2 separate regions of the Mus musculus genome follow, and region 1 is linked to region 2. Evidence: chromatin contacts called from public Hi-C data. All regions are on one chromosome and are shown on one strand. Each heading gives the region's core, a stretch centred on a gene start, on an enhancer-like site or on the middle of the called end of the contact. The rest is flanking DNA. Distances are from core to core; before and after follow the strand shown.

Region 1 (3,598 bases), core at 21-2,520, 610 kb before region 2:
ACTGGAAAGTACTAAACTGAATGGTTGTATATGAAAGTTCTTCCAGTTATTCATGTCAAAAATATATCAGTTCTCTTAGACAAGAAAAGACAAAAGGATATTCCCAAATTAATTCTATAAAAGCAGTATCAATCTTGGGTCCAAAATTTGACATAGTATAATAAAATCAAATTGATGCTGGAGAGATAACTCACCACATAGGGCTTGCTGTGCAGCTGTGGGGGCTGCTGTGTGTGCCCAGCACCTATATAGCAAGCCAAGTATCAGACATGCTCGTGACTCCAGCTCTCACGAATAGGACCACATCCTGGGCCAGGGGAGCCTACAGCCACACAAATATGTGCAGATGCACACATGAAGAAAGAAATGTTTTTAATGAAAAACATATACCATCACCAAAAGAAAATTTTAAAATTAGACATTGTAGATTTAGAGTGAACCCTGGAGACAAAGTAAGTTCAGAATTAAGAAACTAATACAAGTCACTGTACAACGTCATAAAAGGAAAAACATATCATCTCCATAGATACCAAACACTCATTCAGTAAAATTCTACAAATATTCCTTATTTTAAGACTTCTTAACCCTGTCTCGAAAAAGTTAATTCTTAATAATGGAATGGAATGGAATTCTCTTAATATAGCAATCTGGTGTCCTGGTTAGATGAGTCACTTAAGAAGAGAGAACTTCAACTGAAGTATTTCTTCCGTCAGATTGACCTGCAGGCATGTCTGTGAGAGCTTGTCTTGATTGATTATGGATGAAGGAGGAACCAGCCTAATGTGGGCGGCACCATCCCTAGGCAAGGGAGCTGGGCTGTATAAGAAAGCTAACAGAACATGGGCCAGAGAGCCAACCAGTAAGCAACATTTCCATGGTTCTAGCCTCCAGCTTCCTGCCTCAATGGGTTGGATAGGTTTTTTGTCAACTTGATACTACCTATACTCATCTGAGAGGAGGGAACCTCGGTTGAGAAAATGCTTCCCTAAGATCTACCCATAGGGAAGCATATAGGGCATTTTGTTAGTTACTAACTGAAAGGAGAAGGCCCAGCCCATTATCAGTGGTGCTATGCCTAAACTGCTGTTGATCCTGGGTTCCAAAAGAGGAGCGAGTCAGGAAGCAGCACTGCTCCATGACCTCAGCGTTAGTTTCTTCCTCCTGTTTCATGCCTTGGTTGAGTTCTTGTCCAGACTTTCTTCAGTGATGAGCAGTGTGGAAACTTAAGCCAACTAAACCTTTTCCTCCCCAAGTTGCATCGGTCAAGTTGTTTCATCACAACAGTAGTAACTCTAACTGAAATACTTGATTTTGTGCCATGGCCTCCCATAGTGATGGACTGTGATTTGGAAATGTAACTCAAACAAACCCTTCTGTCTCCTTGTTGGTTTTGGCTAGATGTTTTATCATAGCAACAGAATAAACTTGATACAAAGAAAGGTGAAAGATGAAGTCATACTTGATGAAGAATGATTAAAAATCTCTTTAAAATTAGAAATAGAATCAGGATTTCCCCACATCGACTCATCCAACTTATAGAGGTTTCAGCCTAGAGAAATATGAGCTAGAGAATAATTTGCATACCAGAACATAGGCATAAGAACATTTGTGGTAGCTTTTATTTTAATAGTAGAAAATTGGAAATTACCCAATTAACTTTTTTTATTTGTACATCAACTGTGATGTCTTTATAAAATATCTTCCAATGCAACTAGACAAAAAAAAAAAAAAATGACTGTATCACATGACCAAAGGCATAAGCCAAAAGCCAACCACAAAACACATATGCATTTTATCATTCAATTTTATTGAAATGTACTAAAGTTTATCAATGAAAGTGTGTTCCTATTTTTTGAAGTACATATGTAACTGTCAAAAACTAACACTGTTCCAAATCTTATTTCCATTTAGGAGTAGCATCGTGAGGGGCCATGCTCCTGTTGAATTTTCAGTTTGCTAAGCTAGTAATAGATGCTCAGGCATTTATTATTTAAGCTATTTCTTATAGTAATTTTATGATCTCTCATAATGTACCAAACAGCATCATCATTAGGAATGCAGACAGAACATGTATTCATTCTTGTGTACTTTTCTGTCTCCCCTTAGAAAGCATCATTTCCAGAAAACTTCCAGTGTTACATGCCATGAGTCATCACTTAACTATTTGCGTTTTTGCTTGTGTCACTAGTAGCTAACTTTTCTTATTTTATTTTCCTTTGCATTTTTCTATAACTACCCTGCTACTTCCAAGGGGACCATAGCTTTATGCCATGTAATGCCCTTAAAAAGAGGCTGACTTAATGATTTGCAAATCACTTCCTCAAATGTAATCCAAGAAATAGAATACGTGTTCTGTACAATGGGGAAAGTTTATTAAGTGAAGCATCATCCTGTAATTCCATAAGCACTAAGTGGATTGTTGGTTGTTGAGGAAACTAAATAGCTCGTGTAAAATGCTACCACAATGTTGGGCACAAAACTGTTGGGGATCATGGATCTAGTCCTTGTTTTTTGTTGTTGTTGTTTTGTTTTTTCTCCTTTTTTGTAAATTTTGAAAGTCAGCTGCCCCTACCTTTTTTATGATGCATTTTATGATTCATTTTTATGATGCTGTTTCTGTAGAACAAATTAACGAGAGCAGGTTTTCTCAGTCATGCATCTGGGTTGTCTACATTGCCTATCACGGCTGGTTGCAAAGAGTAGGAGCCCTGAATGTTTGCTGATTTGGACAAGCCTACTCCATTCCTTCAAGGCTATACACTAACAACCTGTTTGAAAACATCCATCATTTGATCTCTCAAGATTCATCCAAAGACCAGCTGGTCTCCTTTACTCTGAGTGACAGATAAACTCTCAGTGAGAGATAAACATCTCTCAAGACAATTGCCTAAGCAGCTACCTTGATCAGTTATCTCATCACAGAACTTCTCCTTAAAGTTCAGTGAAATGACTTACACAAAAGCTGATCCACTTAGATGACTTTAAAAAAATAGTTTTAGTCCTTTCTTTCATCCCTCCAGTCTGAATTCCTGAATTCCAACCCTGAATCACCAGGCCTTCTTATCAAACAAAAGCTTATCCTTGCTCAATGTGTTTTAAGCTTGAAACTTCTATGACCTTAACTTACCCAGTAGTTATCTTCAACTGATGTAATAATCCCTTAGCATCCTCGTGGTTTCGGTAGTTTATCTTATCACTTCCTCACACTTGTTTTTTGTTTGTTTGTTTGTTTGTTTCTGGTTTTGTTTTGTTTGTCTGTTCATTTGCTATGGGTTATGTTCTGTTGTGATTCAGGGTGTAGGTCACTGCTGCATTCTGAGTCATAAAGTCAAGTATGCAACCTAGGACTTGGCTAAAGAGATGTTGAAGAGATTGCTAAGAAAGAGTGTTTTATAAACCATGAATAGTACAAGTCTCTACAAAATGTGTTTTGTGACTCCTTAACTCCCCCAAGAAAACCCCAAAGGAGTGATGTTTCCATCCCAATGTGCTACAAAATAAAAATGTTCATCCAAATAAACATTTAGCTATTAAAAAAAGACCGTCCTACCTTGTGGAAATTCACAAAGTAAATATGACAAATATCCGGGATAAGCAG
Region 2 (3,580 bases), core at 950-3,449:
TTTTAGTGTATTAATGTTGTTAATTAATCTTCGTGACATCTTAGCAAATGAAGCAGACTGTAAGTCGCATGTCCCACTTGGCTGACTGGGAAGCTGAGGTAGAAAGCAAGGTTACTGAGTTGCCGCAAGGTGAGAGAATAAGTCAGGGGAGCTGCTGAGCCATGAATAGCCTTTCCACAGCTGAAGCTTTAAAGTCTATGGGGAAGAGGCTCTTGCCATTCTACTTTGAAGATTACTGTTCAGTCACCAGAAAAAAAAAAAAAAAAAAAGCAGCCACTTTAAAGCCGACATTTTCTTTCTTTGCTGAGTTATTTTTCTTTTTTAAATTTAATTTAATTTTTTATTTTACTTAATCACTTTACATCCTGCTCACTGCTCTCTTCTTGGTCAACCCTCCCACATCCTTTCCCTCTCCCCCTCCCATGTGTGGGCTCCATAGGTATCTCCCCTGCCCTGGCACTTTAAGTCTCTGTGAGGCTAGGTGCATCATCTCCCACTGAGGCTAGACAAGGCAGCCCAGCTAGTAGAACATATCCCACATACAGGCAGCAGTTTTGGGATAGTCCCTGTTCCAGTTGTTTGGGACTCACATGAGGGCCAAGTTGCACATCTGCTATATATAAGTAAGGAGGCCTACGTCCCACCCCTGTATGTTCTTTTGTTGTTGGTTCAGTCTCTGAGAGCCCCAAGGGTCCATGTTAATTCTCTCTGTTAGTCTTCCTGTGGGGTACCTAGTTCCTTTGGGGCCTGTAATTCCTTCTCCTGTTTTTCTATAAGAATCCTCAAACTCAGTTCACTATTTGGCTGTGGGTATCTGTATCTGTCTGAGTTGGCTGCTGGGTGGAGCCTCAACTTAAGAATGATTAAAGATGGGGGACCTTTGGGATAGCATTGAAAATGTAAATGAGGAAAATACCTAATAAAAAAAATTTAAAAAAAAGAATGATTAAAGAATGTGTGTTACATCTACACAATGGAATAGTATTCAGCTATTAAAAAAACAAAGACATCATGAATTTTACAGGCAAATGTATGGAACCTGAGAGGATCATCCTGAGTGAGGTAGCCCAGTCCCAAAAGGACATGCATGGCATGTACTCACTTATAGTGGATCTTAGCCTTAAAATACAGGTACCATGTTACACTCCCCAGACCCAAGGAACTAAATAAGAAGGAAGGCCCAAGTGAGGAAGCTTGAATCTCACTTAAAAAGGGGGATAAAATAGTTGTAAGAGGCAAATAGAGGGAGGGAACTAGGAGGGAGGGCTTATGGGGAGGGGGATGGGGGATTCAGGATCAAGTGTGAGAAAGGACAGGAGAGATGACTAGATGGCCATAAAAATGAATGGAAACCTGAAACTGATGTGGGTGAGGAGGTGGGGGCATTTCCAGGATGAGATAGAGGCCTGTGATAAGAGAAGCACCCAAGAATCGATGGTGGTGACCTTAGCTGTGACTCACTGCATTGGGGATATGGACCCTGAAGAGACTACCTCCTGTAGCCAGACAGGAACCCCAGTGTAGCAATAGAGGCACCAACCTACCCACAAATCTTTCAACTCCAAATTTATCCTGTCTACAAGAATTGCAGGCATGGGGGATAAAGCAGAGACTGAGGGAATGACCAACCAATATCTGGTCCAATTTGAGACCCATCCCATGGGCAAGCACCAATCCCTAACACTATTAATGATACTCTATTATGCTTGCAGACAGGAGTTTTTTTTTCAATGCTTTTTATTTCAATGTTTATTATTTCTCTAACTCTGGGGGTCCCCACTCTTCCAGGACTAGGGTGATTCAGTATTTCTTTTGGGAAAAATTTTTTTCAGATGACAATATCTTTCCCCCTGTAGTTTCCCATTGCCTTTACCTTCTGTGAGACTGGGACATTCTGGTTTGTCATACGTTTCAGCAATCTGTCCCATTAGGCTTGCTTTTTCTTACCCGGGGATCTAGAATGGACTCTTGTCTTCTCAAGGTAACATTTCTCCTCTGGGAGAACATTTGCTTCTAATGCTGTATTTCAACATTTTATTTTCAGGAGAGAAAAGTCTGTGTGACTTCATCTCCCTGTGTTGAAAATGATGACTGTCTAGACCACGTGTTCCACCCAAGTTCTGTGTGGTTTCTGTGGTTACTGTAGCATTGGGGGTTGTTGGCCTTGCCTAGCCTTGACTGATTACCCTGAGGCCAAGCCAAGCAGAAGAGTGTTATTCTTTGTGGCCAAGTGTCTGGTTACACTCTAGGAGAAGGGAATGGGATTCCTGTAGGATGACAGGAAGACCTTCGTTATCTGTGGGAAAAGGAATGATTATGTTTCTCTATAGTTGGGTAATGTGGTTGCCTGTAACCTTGAGCCTGACCAGAGAATCCTGCTATCATTTACTTTGACACTGTATTTAAATTCCCACAATAATTAACCATGTTTCAAACATCTCCAGGAAATGAGTTATTGAAATAATATTCTGATGGTAAGGTAAAGTGTCTTTAAAAGCCTGAGCTAAATTCCAATGATAAAAAGGCAGAATCGAGACTATACCAAACCATTTGAAAGGCTGTCCTTTCAAAAGTGATTCGTTGTGAACTTCTTGATAGCTTTGTGTGATAGAGAGGGGCAGAAAGGCATGGAATGAAGCAATGTCACCATTTCACTAGGTATTAGCTTAATACATGTCTTCTGTAAATTGAGATGAATTAAATGGTATCGTCAAAAAGTAAAACACTTGCAGAGCTTTAGAGCTAGAAGGGTAGAGAGGAAATAATGACTCCATAATAAGAACATTCTCCATGTTGTTGCCTGCAACCAGTAACTTCATGGCAGACATTACTAATGGATCTTATCACTTTTCTTTGCTGTGCCTATTTCAATATCACAGTCTTTATTATTATTTCACCAAACCATACACAATTCTATTATAGGATTTGGCCCTCCCTTTACAAACCTCTTACCAGTGCTATCTCAGAGCAAGCCAATTGTTCTTCTATCCTCAAGAAGAAAGCCAAAAGTACAAAAGAGCCATGTGTTGGAGTCCCACTGACAATTCTATAGGGCAGGCATTTTTTGACCAAATTTGAGTTAATTTGAGTTCTAGACCTTTGATGGACTTGTCTCCAAGTATAGACCCTTGAACATACTATACAATTAAGAAAATAAATGCAATTAAAAATAACAGTTAAGAATTTTTAGCCAAACATTTGATAATACAAGGTTTGGGAAAGATCTCTGAAAGCATATTCATATGCCTTAGAATAGTACCACTTAAATTAGCATTATGCTACAAATATATTTCTATAACTTTAAAAATATGTTTAGAATTTCTCTTTCCCTCCCTCCCTCCCTCCCTCCCTCCCTCCCTCCCTCCCTCCCTCCCTCCCTCCCTTCCTTCCTTCCTTTCTTTCTTTCTTTTTTGTTTTTTTTTGAGACAGGGTTTCTCTTTGTGTAGCCCTGGCTGTCCTGGAACTCACTCTGTAGACCAGGCTGACATTGAACTCAGAAATCTGCCTGCCTCTGCCTCCCAAGTGCTGGGATTAAAGGCATACCTTACCACTGCCTGGCTTTAGAATTTTTTAATATTAC

Evidence for each region. A called contact is a pair of places that touch in the nucleus more often than the background predicts.
Region 1: a contact with region 2 is called in a Hi-C map of adipose-derived mesenchymal stem cells, with 1.9 times the contacts expected there. The contact joins two enhancer-like sites. A contact is called at or near these places in 1 of 484 Hi-C or Micro-C datasets (adipose-derived mesenchymal stem cells) and 2 of 115 datasets of contacts at active chromatin or transcription factors (astrocytes and embryonic fibroblasts).

The regions. Positions count from the first base shown.
Region 1 is chr15:53,540,788-53,544,385 of GRCm38.p6, reverse strand. The region is part of intron 4 of Samd12 (sterile alpha motif domain containing 12); the gene reads left to right. Among named protein-coding and RNA genes, the nearest start is that of Gm23200, 71 kb to the left of the region's middle. Within about 2 kb of position 1,270, at least 22 of the 459 cell types and tissues checked have an H3K27ac peak or open chromatin away from gene starts, as enhancers often do. A contact at or near this core is called in adipose-derived mesenchymal stem cells and embryonic fibroblasts, where this site is marked.
Region 2 is chr15:52,927,175-52,930,754 of GRCm38.p6, reverse strand. All of the region lies in intron 2 of Gm41323 (a long non-coding RNA gene), which reads left to right. Among named protein-coding and RNA genes, the nearest start is that of Gm41323, 4.6 kb to the left of the region's middle. Within about 2 kb of position 2,199, at least 58 of the 459 cell types and tissues checked have an H3K27ac peak or open chromatin away from gene starts, as enhancers often do. A contact at or near this core is called in adipose-derived mesenchymal stem cells and embryonic fibroblasts, where this site is marked.